2 separate regions of the Mus musculus genome follow, and region 1 is linked to region 2. A link is a contact called in public Hi-C data. All regions are on one chromosome and are shown on one strand. The core of a region is the stretch at or near the end of the contact, and the rest is flanking DNA. Distances in the headings are between cores, read along the strand shown.

Region 1 (6,978 bases), core at 2,781-5,280, 440 kb after region 2:
TGTCCATCCAGTGTTTGTGCTTGTATGTGCAAGGCACAGCACACATGTGGAAAGTCAGAAGACAACCTTCAGGAACTAGTTTTTCTCTTGCTGTGTGGGTTTTGGGTCTCAAACTCAGTTTTTCAGGTTTGCTGGCAGGTACCCTGACTGCCTGTCTTAGTCACTGTTGTACAGCTGTAAAGAGGCACCATGGCCAAGGCCAAGGCCAAGGCCAAGCGAACTTATAAAGGGAAACGTTTTGGGGGTTTGTTTACAGTTTCAGAGGGTGAGGCCATGACCATCATGGCGGAGAGCATGGCAGGCATGGTGCTGGAGCAGTAGTTGAGAGCTTACTGAGAGAGAGAGAGAAAGAGAGAGAGAGAGAGAGAGAGAGAGAGAGAGAGAGAGAGAGAAGAGAGACGGGAGACAGAGAAAGACAGAGAGAAGGACAGAGACACACAGAGTCAGAGAGAGAGAGATAGATGGAGAAAGAGAGAGGGAGGAGGGAGAGACATAGAGAGACATACACAGTCAGAGACAGAGAGAGAGGGGGAAGGGGAGGAGGAGAGGGAGAGGGAGAGGGAGAAGGAGGGAAGAGTGAAAGAGAGAGTGAGCACCTGGCATGGACTTTTACAACCCCAAAGCTCACCCCCAGTGGCATACCTCCTTCAATAAGGCCACATCTCCTCATGCTTCCCAAACAGTTCCACTAACTGCAGACCAGTCATTCAAACAGACAAGCCTGTGCTATCCATCCTCACTCAGACCACCACATTGCCGGAGCCATTTCGTTAGCCCCAAGAAACAATTTTCTAATTTGTTGTGATTTTCCCTTGTGACTTGTGGGTTACTAAGAAGTGCTTGATTTAGCACTCAGATGTTTTGTGCTTTCCAGGTGTCTTAGTTTGGATTTTATTGCTGTGAGGAAACATGAGGACCAAAAGGCCTATTGGGGAGGGAAGGGTTCATTTGGCTTACACTTCCATATAGCTGCTCATCATTGAAGGAAGTCAGGACAGGAACTCAAACAGGGTGGGAACCTGGAGGCAGGAGCTGATGCAGAAGCCATGGGGGGGGGGATGCTGCTTACTGGCTTGCTCCCCAGGGCTTGCTCAGACTGCCCTCTTATAGAACCCAGGATCACCAGCTCAGGGCTGTCACCACTGTGATCGGAGAGCATGTTTTGAAGGGTGCAAGCCCTCTATAGTTTTACTGAGACTTTGATTACCCCAGCAGACTTTATTCTGACAAACGTGTTGTGTTCTCTTAGGAGAGATGCACCTTTGGCTGCCGTTGGGTAGCGTGTCCTGCAGGGGTTCTTTGCATGGATTGTATAACTTTATTCTGCTTTTGTAGGTTTTCAGCAATTTAATTACAGTGTGACTCCTCTCCCTAGCTCCTCATTCTCCCTTTCCACCTCCTTTCCTTTTTCTTTCTCTTTCTCCTCCTTATCTGATTCTTATTCTTATTTTTTGATACTGTCTCATTCTGTAGCCCAGACCTGCCTGCATGAAACTCATGGTGTTTGGACCACTGAAATTACAGGTGTGGGCCACCAAACATAACTCGCTCCCTCCCTCCCTCCCTCCCTTCCTTCCTTCCTTCCCTCCCTCCCTCTCCCTCTCCCTCTCTCTCCCTTCCTTCCCTCCTCCTCCCCCTCTCTCCCTTCCTTCCTTCCCTCCCCCTCCCCCTCTCTTCCTTCCTTCCTTCCTTCCTTCCCTCCCTCCCTTTCCCTCTTCCTTCCTTCCTTCCTTCCTTCCCTCCCCCTCTCTCTCTTCCTTCCTTCCTTCCTTCCTTCCTTCCTTCCTTCCTTCCTTCCTTCCTTCCTTTCCTTCTTTCTTCCTCTTTCTATACTGTATTCACTGGAGTTTGCAGATCTCTAGCTTTCTGATTTGGACAGTTTTGGACATCATCTTCCCCCACCCCTAACTGCTTTGTTTCTCCAGCTTCCTTCCCTCCCTCCCCCCCCGCACCCCCCCCCCCTGCCGAGAATCAGCTGCATGTGCATTAGACCCTCAATGTGTCTTATAGGACAACAAGTCTTTCTCCATTCTGGATCACTTTCTTCTCTCTTTGTGGACAGATTCATGGATATGCCCTCCTGTTTGCTCAGCGTTCCTTTCACTCTTCCCCGCCCCCCCTCCCCCCACCAAGACAGAGTCTCTCGGTGTAGCCCAGGCTGGCCTGGAACTCGATCTGTAGATCAGGCTGCCCTGAAACTCAGAGATCCACCTGCCTCTGTCTCCCAAGTGCTGGGGTTAAAGGCAGCGCCACCACTGCCCAGATCCTTTCATATGTTTAACCTGCAGTGAGTCCCAATTAGCCACTGCCGTCTTGTACACTTCTGAATTATTTTACATTTATTTATCGTGCATACACACATGTGTGTACATGTGCTCATGTGCATACCAGTACCAGCTCAAGTTTGGAAGGTCAGAGGACAGTTTATTCTCTCCTTCCACCATGAAGAATGTGGAATTTGAATTCGAGGTGTCTGGCTTGAATAAGAATGGCTCCTGCAGACTCACAGATTTATTTGAGTGCTTGGTCACCAGGGTGTGACCAAGGATTTGGAGGTGTGGCCTTACTGGGGCAGGTGTGGCCTTGTTGGGGGAAGAGTGTCTCTGGGGTTGGGCTTTGAGATTTCAAGGCCCAAAGGTTCTCTCTCTCTTCCTGCTGTAGGTGTAGATGCAGATGTAGGTGTAGGTGATTTAGATGTAGATGCCTGTACACCACGATGCTTCCCGCCATCATGATAATGGATTAAACTTCTGAAACTGTAAGCTAGCCCCAGTTAAGTGCTTTCTTTTATCAGAGATGGTTGCTGTGCTCAGTGTGTCTGCACAGCAATAGAACACTGACTGAGACACACCTTTACCCAGTGAGCCATCACTGCACAGGTGCCCAAACACCTTCTTTTGTTTTAACTTCCCTACAAGCTCCATTTGTACCCTTTAAATTCTGCTCATCTCCATTGTCACCTCTGTCTCCCCAGGATCTGCCTGTTCACTACCCACTGGCTCCTCCTGCCATCTGGTCACTTTCAAGACCTTTCCCATGGGCTTATGGTTCCTTTTCTGAGGGGCCATCACTTCCTCCTTCGCATGGTTGGTGACTTTGATTGGATGCCAGGAGCTGGAATTTGATCTTGTTAGGAGCTGGACTTTTTCCTATTCCAATTTAAATGTGTTTTGGCTTAAAACAAAACAAAACAAAACAAAACAAAACGAAACGAAACGAAACGAAACAAAACAAAACAAAACAAAACAAAACAAAAAAACTAAGTCCAAATTACTGCAAGACACCTGGAGCCTTTCCAGCCCACTTCTGTGCTTTATAAGCAGGTCCCATTCAGCTGCGAGCCCAGGGGGCTTATTTGACCCCTTGCTGAAGTCATGCTTTTCTGAGAATAGCTCTGTCTGGGTCTTATGAGAGCTTGGGTGGTACTGGCAACGTGTAGAATGTGGCATGGGGGGTGGTGCCAGGCAGGGTGTAACTGACTCCTGCCATCGCCATATGCCTGCCAACCACTGGTGTCTGCCCTTAAGAACCACAGCCCTAGTGATCTTAAATGACTGTTCACATGACATACTCCTGTATTAGTTACGTTTCTGTTGCTGTGACAAAAGGCTATCAATAAGAGAACTTACAAATGAAAGAGTTCATGTTGGCTTATGGCTCCAGAGGCTTAACGTCTGTAATGGTGGGGACTACATGGTGGCTGCAGAAGAAAGCTGAAGGATGCTCAAACACAACGCGCAGAAAGTAGGAGTAGGTGGCAGCCTTACACTCTTATAGCTCATCCCTAGTGATGTACTTCCTCCAACAAGGTCACACCCCCTCAGCTTTCCCAGATAGCACCACCAACTAGGGACCCAAGTGTTCCAGTGGTGGAGACTGCCAGGACATTTCTTATTTAAACTGCTAAACTCCCCTCACCTCTCATAAGAAGAACTTCAATTGCTCGGTGCATTGTCTTCTACAAGGCCACCAAGCTGACAGTGGCAGGTGCCTTGTTCATGCCAGCTGTGGTTCAATTCAGGGGATGCCAGGCCCTAGGCTGCCCAAGGGGCCCAGATAGGGATGTGAAATCATGTTAGCACTCACCAGAGACTGATGCAGCCAGTAACGCCCCTTCGTCTGAAGATACATTAGCATATGCAAATGACATCTTGGGAGCAAAGTCTGGGCCAAGTTTTGTCTGGGCCACACACTCCTGTGAAGAGCAGAGAAAGGAGCGTCAGAGTGGAGTGTAGACACCCAGAGCCTGAAACAACCCACACATGGTTGGTGTGGACCCTGGGCCTTCTCCGGGTGAGAGTGACTTTCAGGCCACACATGGCCACTCAGATGCTCTTTCTGTGCAGTGTGGAGACAGCTCGTCTCTTGTATTCATCTTCCAGAGTTGCAAAAGCTGATGGAAGTGAACTCCTGAGAAGTCCCGGGTACACATCGCTCCAGAAGGTCACTTTTTAATCCCTGAGCAGGAGTGGGTGGATGGCAGGAAGTGCTGGCTGCCTTTGCCCCACCCCAGGGCACACAGAGGACTTCAATATTATTAGGCATGTTTCTGGATTTTACATTTAGAAAGGGAGAGAGTGGAAACAATCAGGACAGAATGCCAGTCATTGTCCTTGCTTGGTGGCAGCACACAGCTGTGCTGGCTTTGTTCCTGTACCCTTCTGAAAAGGAAGACAGCGGGCGCTGGGCTGCCTGTTGGCAGAGCGCCGAGTGTCCCCGCTCTGATTTCAGGACGTGTCCCTGGCCTGCCCCGCAGTCCTATGAGACCTCATCCTTGCCATGGCAGCCCTTATGCTCCTCTTGGAGGCTGCCGTTCTCAGGCAGATGAGCAGATGGCCAATCTGTGGGTGCTCAGATGCCTGCAAGCATGTCTTTCACACCATGCCCAGGCCCTGTCATGTCCAGGCACTCCTGAGCAGGGCTGTGAGAGGCCTCTTGAACTAAGAGCTGGGAACTTGAAGGCCTGCCCACTCGGGCAGATATAACATGCCCTGGAAAAAAATGGGGATATTTCTTTAAAAATTTTTTTGTTTATTCTTTTATGAGTTTTACACTCGTATGTAATCTATTTTGACCATATGTACTTCCCACTGTCCTGTTTAGCCCCTCCCAGCTACCACTCCACATCCCTCTCCAAACTTCATGACTTCTATAGCCCTCTGCCTTCAAATAGTGCCCCCCTACATGTGCATGGCTATGAGGCCATGCACTGGAGTATGGGCAACCCACTAAGGCCACACCCTTAAAGTAAACAAACTCTATTTCCCACCTCAGGAGCTTCAGCTGTCAATTGCTCCAGCTTGGGGTTGGCTTATGAGCCTCTCTCCCATCTACTCCAGAATGTTGACTGGTTTGAACTTATGCAGGTCTTGTGCAGGCCGCCATAGCTGCTGTGAGTTCATGAGTATACTATTCCAGAGGACACTGCTGATCTCTGGCCCTCCCTGACCTCAGGCTCTCACTCTCAACCTTCTCACTCTCTCTTCCCTCCCAGCGTTAGGGAGAGGGGTATGGCACAGATGTCCCACTTAGAGCTGAGCACTCCACACTCTCTAATTGTCTTCACCGTGACCACTCGTGAGGCCCTGTATTAATCACCATCTACTGCAAGCAGAAGCTTCCCTGATGGATGCTGTGAACAGGAATATCTTATGGGCAAAAAGATAATTATTTAGCAGGCAGTTTAATTTTATGTCCATTTATCAAAACAGTAAGAGTATGTTCTATGGCATCCCAAGACATGGATTCATGGCCAGTTTACGGTACCAGGTATGAGTTTCATTCTGTGGCCCTTTAAATCCGTCTAGGTGGTCATTATTGTAGCTCAATGGGTTCACAGCTGGGTGAGACTATGTCTCGCTTTCCTCCCCAGCAGCCTGCAAAGCTCTTCACGGCACTGGAAGAGCTAGCCGGATCAGGACTAACTTGGTTTCTTTGTGTCTTGTGGCCCAAGTATGTGGTGTTGACAACATTGAGTTCTTACTCTCAAGTGCTTGTGGCCAACTGCTTTGTTGTAACAAAATAATCAAAAGCAGTTTAGGGGAGGGAAGGCTTTACTCCAGCTTGCAGTTTACGGTTTTACAGTCCAGAACTGAGTGAGGGAAAGCCTCGGCGAGAACTCCAACAGGAGAACGGAGGCAGGCCTGCCTGCTACCGCACATGGTACCATCTCTGACCAAGAAACTCACTTTACGACCAAAGGGCCACATCAGGACCCATGGAGAAGGACGCTCGCTGGATGGCAGGCAGGCTTTATGCTCAGCTAGCTTTCTTACAGAGTCCAGGATCATGTGCCTGGGAATGGTGCTGCCCTGGAGGATCGACAGAATCTTCAATAAGCGATGCCGGGGAAACTGGCTAGCTACGTGCAGAAGAGTGGAACTAGATCCTTACCCCTCGCCCTGCATGAGCCTCAAATCCAAATGCATCAAGGACCCCAAGGTAAGACCCGGCTCTCTGAATCCGCTAGAAGACAAAGTAGAGGTACTGCTCCACTCACAGGCACAGGTACGGGCATCCCGAACAGGATGCCAGCAGCTCAGGGAATAGATCAACAAGGGACAAGTAGGATTCATGGCACTAAAAAGCCTCTGTACAGCAAGAGAAACATTGATGGAGTAAGGAGGCAGCCCACAGACATCCAGCAGAACGCACAAAGAACTAAGAAAAACAAACAAACAAACAAACAAACAAACAAACTCTACACAGCACGAAGGCAAGCAAACCCAATTAAAAATGAGCCACGGAACTGCACAGAGCATTCTCAGAAGAGGAAATACAAATGGCTACGAAATAAGTGTTACAAGTGAAAACGGCTTTGGTTTCTCATCCTGACACAGTCAGAATGGCTGAGATCAGGAAAACAAACGACAGACAGCAAATGAGGAATGGGTGTGGGGACGAGAGAAAGAACCCCCATTCACTGCTGGTGGGGGTGCAAACTGGTGTAGCTGCTATGGAAATCGGTGTGGAGGTTTC
Region 2 (6,607 bases), core at 2,108-4,607:
GAAATAAACTAAGAGAAGGTGAAAGGACTTGGCCAGAAGCACAACCAGTGAGTGAGTGTGTGAGATCCAAGCCTGGGGTATGAGCCTGTGAACCCTGTGCTGTCCTGGAGGAAGAATTGACCTCCAGCCTCGGACAGGGGAGGAATAAGAGCTATAGCAGGATGGGGACACACTCTGTATAGGACCGTCGACACAGGTAATATGTGGGGAATCACACTCCCGTAGTCCCAGCACTTGGAAGGCTGATGTGAGAAGGTTGTTGGGAGTTTGAGGCCAACCTGGTCCACAGATTGAGCAATTTAGTGAAATCCTCTCTCAAACCCTAAATAACATAGGCACACTGAGAAGTGGCCTCTTAGAGAATTCTGAAGCACAGGAAGGATTTCTTTCAAAGAGCTATCTCAGAGGTCAGTCAGTCAGCCTGGGCTGCTGGAGCTGCTGGAGAGACAGTTCTTCTAGGGGAAGGGCAGGCAGCAGTTGAGAAATTACCAAGGAGAGCTAGAGAAAGAACAGCTGGAGAGGTGGGGAGAGAATGCTGGGCCATCATCAGTCCTCGGAACATTTTCTTTAAAACCACAATGCTTACATGAGACAGATATAAAATTTAGAACTGAAAACTATTGTGGCAAAGAGAGACAGCAAATGCCCTGAGGTGGGAACAGTTTGGTACACTGGAGAGTCAGAAAAAAATAGAGAGGACCAAGTCATGTGACTGGGAAAATGGAAGAAAATGAGGGCCAAGGACATAGTTCCTGAAGTCTGTCAGTGTACACAAACCGTTTGATTTTACTTTCCAAGTTATGAGCAACTTTGGAGGGAAAGACAGCTAGCTGCAGCCTGAGCACACTAAGAACATTCCCACTGACCACTGTGGGTAATAGTTGCCACTAGGACAAGAATGGAGGCAGAAAGTCTTCTTTGGAAGCTGCTTCAGCCATCCAGATCAGAGGCAGTAGACTGGTGGTGGAGTTCAGGGGCAAGGAGGAGAGAGGTAGCCAGATACAGTAAGGATGTGGGAGGGGTAGCCTGAAGGACTTCCTAGTACACCCATGTGGGTGAAAGAAAGCGTGGGGTCTGGTGTGATGTAGGTGGGTGGTGGTTCCTAGGGAACAGGGCTTGACACAGACAGAACTAGGAGGAACTGTAGGCTTTGAACCCTGTACAGCATACACCCCCCAAAATGTTTCTTGCGCAAGCTGACAAGCAGGAATTGATTAGCCAATATCACAGTGCAGCCACGGGATACAATGAGAATGAGTAATTGATGATCTCTTCTTCCAGTATGAGCCAGTTCACTTCCCTAGTTACTCAGCTTCTTTACCATGTAGGGTTTTTCTCTCAAGCACTCATTTTCTCCTGACATACTATCTAATTCATTCATGTTTTGTTGACTATTTGTCTTTCCTTTCCACTCCAGCTGGATTACCAGTTCCAAGACAGCAGGGATGTGGTCCTGTAATTCCCTAGTGTTTTCCCAAAGCTTAAGACCATGCCTGGGAACTCAAACGTTTAATCTCTATGTTCAATTTCTTTTTGATCCTCTGTGCTTGGAGATGCTTGGCTACCATTGCTGCTGCTCAATGGAGCTTCCTATGGTGTCAGATGTTGTGGTTACTCTAAGTGGGGAAGAAATAGTGGCCCTGTGCAATTGATACTGGCTGCAGCCAGTCATCTCTATTGCTCTCAAGGGCCTACAGATATTCTGTGCGTGAAGATGTGTGAAATCTTGCACATTCTGAGGCACCCTCAGTCTTAGAGAGCGCTCTGGGATCTCATTCAAGGTCATCTGTCCCAGAAACTTGTGACCAAGCAAGCCTCAAAGACCTCATAGTGACTCTTCTGGGAGTGATTCCCCAGGATCTGAAGCCATGCCTTGCCCAAGAGAGCTTCTGAAGTGTTTGCCATCTTTCGTCCCCAGTAGTCTAATGGCCTGAAGCTCCTGGTCACTCACAACAGGACATCATGTTCCTCAGGGACCAAGTAGAAACTGTGGGAGAACTGGTCAAGCCCAGTGGCTACCCTGGTAATTGAGTCGCTGGAAGAGACATCCAGTAGCCACCCTGTGCCAGTGCTAATGACAAGCGCTCTCCCAGCCGGGCGGGGCTGCGTGCCTCGCATGTAGTCGCCATGGGAGCTGTCGACTTGCTTTCCCCCAAACAAGACAGCGCTCTTAAGGTGCTTGCTCCATGTCACAGCTTCAGGTCCTTGTTACAGCTGGGATTAGAACCAGGTCTCTTGTGCCATGTGTGTCCTTTCAGTTGTAGCTCAAATTGTAAGAACCAAGACCTACTACAGTGTTTACAATATCCATCCTTCCACACTGTCACTAGCTCTGCCCTCCTTAGCAAGTTTTGCACCCCCATGGCAAGAACTGCCCACCAGCCTAGACCTGCTTCAGAGCAAGATGTTTGTGTGTTGCTCAGTTCTGTCTGTCCCTGTGCCTAATGACAGTGCAGTTACTTAGATGTTGGTTGAACTGAGCCAAAGGGGTGTGCTAAGGATTGGGAATGTTAACTGAAATGAGCCATTCTCATTCCAAGGCTACCCTCAGAGCCAGAGATCTAACAACACAGCTGTCCTGGAGCACATCGGACTTTCTGAATGCTTCTGAGGCATGCGTAGCCTGACGTCCACATGGCCTATGGGATGGCTCTCCAAGCAATGGGATAAGTTGGTGGCTTTGAGATGTTATAGGAAATACTGTGAGCCTAAGAATATAAGATTTCCTTAACAGTTGGTTTTGTTTTTTGTTTTTGTTTTTGTTTTGTTTTGTTTTGAGAATCCTCAAGTCTTCAGAGAGAAGTGAAGACCACTGTACACATTTAGGATAGTAGCCTCAGATAAAAAAAGCAAACATCTAGATTGCCTGTGGCCTCCCAGTGTGAGCCTTCAGCAGTCTGGATGGAAAAGAAGATGCTTGGGTTTAACATAAAATTGTAGGCTGAGTTGCCCAAAGCCTTTATTTGTGATAAAGGTTACTCAGGCAGTAGCACTTTGTGTTTGCACAGAACTGTGTGGCTATCTAGTTCCTTGTTTTTTTATTTCTGTAGGTTAGTGAACTACTAAATGTGGCAAGGAGATTGACCTTTCTCGGGCTGAGTCAAAACTGCATTTATGATGATACCAAGACTTTATTACTCTTGCTTCCTAAGTTCACAGTGGAACTTTCCAGAAATACTTGACATTGGTTTTAAAACATACTTTAACTTCCAGTACTGTTAAATGCTCACCATTTCATTACTACAAAATACTTGATGTAATTAACTTAGAAAAAAATATATATTTAGTTCATAGTCCAGGATTCTGTTACTTTGGGCTTCTACAGAGTCGCTCACTGTGGCGGAACCATTCATGTTGCACATGAGGAAGTATGAAAACAACCAAGAGAAGACCAGGATCCTGCTGTCTCTTGTGAGGACATGCTTCAAACAGAAGGCAGTTTAGCATTATGTGCACTTGGGTTCGGGATGGAGGCCCACCGTTCTAACCACGTAGAAAAAAGAACAGGGGCAGCCTACATGATTGGGCTCAAGTTCTTCACAAACATAATTCATTAGCAGTGAAAAAGAAATAGCCTAATACCCTAGTTTAGAGTAAGCAAACAGCACAGCCAGCAGCCATATGTTAAGGAGCTATGAGTAGATCCTGGGTCCAAAATTGCCAAAAACTTTTTTGGAAAAAAGTATGGACTCTGTATTAGAAAAAAAATGTGGGTGTGTGTGTCCTAAATTATATGTTAGAACATTTGTTTTATTGTGCTGGGAATCGAATCTAGGGCCTCATATATTATAGGTAAGTGCTTTGCCCTTGAGCTATATCCTAGCTAGTATGTCTGTTTTAAAGAAATGTAAACTTAGAACCTTGGACAGTCTAAATGAGAGGGAGAGTTGCATGTACTGCGTATCTCTGTAGATTTGACAGTTTAAAGAGCAGCTTCAACAACAAGGAGAACTTGGAGGTGAGGAATTTCCCTTTGCTCAGGAGAGCAGAAAAGCATATCACATGGCAACAGTGAGGTCAGTAGTAGAGCGGAGGGACTCCTACACATCAGCATAGACTTGGGCAGGCATTCTCCTGCAGCAAGCCTATCTGCCCTCCTGGAAAACAAGCTACTACAGTATGGAGCCAGTCAGTTACTCTGACTCCAGGTGGTTCTCAGTTGCTGAGCTGTGACATGGTAATATAGTGCAGACTTCCTCATTCCCCTGTAGGAAGGTTGGAAAGCCGTGTACCCTAGTGGAAGGGGCTGTGTGTGCCCAGCACTGCCCCTCTTCCCTTCGTGGTTGGCTCATTCTCTCTTCTTGAAAGGCTTTGCTTCTCCCTCACAGCAGCCTCTGTGATCCCTTGGGCAGCATTAAATGGACCCCTTCTTACCCTGGTTCTAGAGACCTTAGAGTTGGGTCCTCTGATAAGCTAGATTCACCTGAGTATATCAGTTAGAGATAGTAGTGGAAAAACAAAGAGATTTGTTGATTTTGCCCACATTAGGAAAGGAACAAGTAAAGAGGTCTAGTGACCCTCATGTTTGTCCTTCAGGAACTATCCTTAAGTTTAGGTTTGAGGGGCAGGTTTAGCTTTAAGGTTTAAGCAATCCTTGTCACAGCCCATTAGTAACCCATCATTGATTTGGGTCTGTCCTGACACTACGTTGGTAGAATGGTAAGCTAGTTGGGGCTAGGGTTGGCTTTCTGACTTTCTTCAACATTTGTCCATATATATGTTCTCTGGCACATGTGCATGCTTTTTCATCATAAAAGAGCCAAGCTTTGAGGATGAGAAAGGGCAAGACCTTGGAGGAGGCAGCTAGAGGAGAAGGGTGGGAACAGAGCAGGTGGAGCGTGGGAGTGATGAGGCCAGTGAGGAAGGCTGGAAGAAGCCTCCAGATGGACTCCCATGCGGTGACCTTTCCCCCATGAACTCTGTACATTTCAGTGGGAAGTGGGAGGAAATGCAATGATGACTTCAAATCAGTGATTTTGAGTGCCCCTCAAGTGGTCTACCATACTAGCATGTGATAGTTTCTCAAAGAAGATGGAAGTCAGCAAAGACCATTTGCTTTACCCATGGTTTCTTTTCTGAAATCCAGTAGATGAGCAGGAGCCACCCCTTCATCCTGGAGCTACCTTGTAGGCTCTAGTGAGGGGCTGCCTTGCTCCCAGCTGTGTGTGTGTGGGGGGGGGCTTCTTTAATGATGGTCTCAGCTCCTTTTAGGAATCACTTTTGGTGCTATATGTTGAAAGCAAACAAGTTGTTGGGGCTTTATGTACTGCCTTGGAGTCTGGTCCAATTTCTTGACTTGGGACATAGTTCACCACACACCCCATCACTCACTAATTTCGGAGTTGAAGGCACTGGTGTATGTTGGGTGAATATAGAGTGGTTCAGACAAGTTCTGACCTCCAGAAGTGTTCAGTCTCAGGACACATAAGCTCTAAATAGCCTTTATGAAAACAGTGCCTGTTAGGAGCCATTAAGTATCAGAAGCACACATAACCTTGCAGTAGGGCCAGATGCAGAAACACACCTCCAGGGGCCATGGGCTTCATTGTATGTCTCCGTTGGTCACTGTAGTGCTGTTTTATAGGCAAAACCTCTTTTCCTGGATCATATTCCTCAGGACAGACAGATGTTCAAAGCAGCATGCTTTACTCTTAGCACTAGTCGGGTGAGTAGGAGTAGGCAGTTGCCCTTTACCTAAGCTTTGAATCAGACCTCTGGATGTAAGGAGAACACATCTTGAGCAATAATATTCATAATTACCTGAGTAACAGTGAAGTCATTTTAAAGGCCCAAATGTTGTGGGACGCTTCTTCTGCCAAGCTCTACTTTACCATGAGACACAGCCTAGCCTTCTCACTGAAGTGTGCTAGACAGGGCAACATCAGTTCCAGGACATTGAGAAGGGAAATGCCCAGGAATCCACCCTGTCATCCTGGACCTTCCAAGGTGGGAATGGAACTGTGGCCTACTTTTTAGATCAGCACTAGGAGAACCTGTATGGAGACATTGCCCAACAGAGGGACCTAAAATGAGACAGTTGGTAGAGTAGCTTTTAGAAAACCACCTAGGTAGGCTGGAGATGCAATAGAGAGCTCAGAAAAGGATCATCTCACACTTGGACTTAAGACTTTAACACCCCACACATGGTGGCACACATCTTTAATCCCCGCAGGCAGAGGCTAGTGGTCTCTAAAGTTCAAAGCCAATATGGTCTATATAGTGAGTTCCAGACCAGCCAGAGGTACATATCAAGACCCTGTCTACAAAGAAAGGTATCTAAATTCTTTACAGATTAGTGGGAAGTACTTGTCAGTTCAGCTGGAAAGAGTCCCGTAGGCAAAACAGAATAAACTGAGCTAGCGAGGCCACAGAAACAGTACCTGTTAGGAGCCATATTTCCACCAGACTAGATGGGGTTGGGGCTCAGCTGGGGACTTGTTGGGAGGGTGGAATGTGAAGAGTTCTGAGGGCCTTCCAGGAGCCCAGGTTGTGCCTTACTTACATGGTGACAAGATGTACATCTTAATTCCTCAGAGTAACCACCAGGGAAGTGAGGAAAGAGGAAGGAGAGCAGTAGGTAAGGAGAACGAACCACAGATGAGCACTC

Evidence for each region. Hi-C and Micro-C count contacts between places; a contact is called where the count stands out from the background.
Region 1: a Hi-C map of B cells shows a contact between it and region 2, with 1.9 times the contacts expected there. The contact joins two enhancer-like sites. A contact is called at or near these places in 2 of 39 promoter capture datasets (liver and pre-B cells), 1 of 484 Hi-C or Micro-C datasets (B cells) and 1 of 9 other capture datasets (adipose tissue).

What each region holds. Positions count from the first base shown.
Region 1 is chr12:109,081,126-109,088,103 of GRCm38.p6, forward strand. No RefSeq gene overlaps it. Among named protein-coding and RNA genes, the nearest start is that of Begain, 16 kb to the left of the region's middle. Within about 2 kb of position 4,031, at least 47 of the 459 cell types and tissues checked have an H3K27ac peak or open chromatin away from gene starts, as enhancers often do. A contact at or near this core is called in B cells, where this site is marked.
Region 2 is chr12:108,638,169-108,644,775 of GRCm38.p6, forward strand. The region is part of intron 1 of Evl (Ena-vasodilator stimulated phosphoprotein); the gene reads left to right. Among named protein-coding and RNA genes, the nearest start is that of Mir342, 17 kb to the right of the region's middle. Within about 2 kb of position 3,358, at least 22 of the 459 cell types and tissues checked have an H3K27ac peak or open chromatin away from gene starts, as enhancers often do. A contact at or near this core is called in B cells, where this site is marked.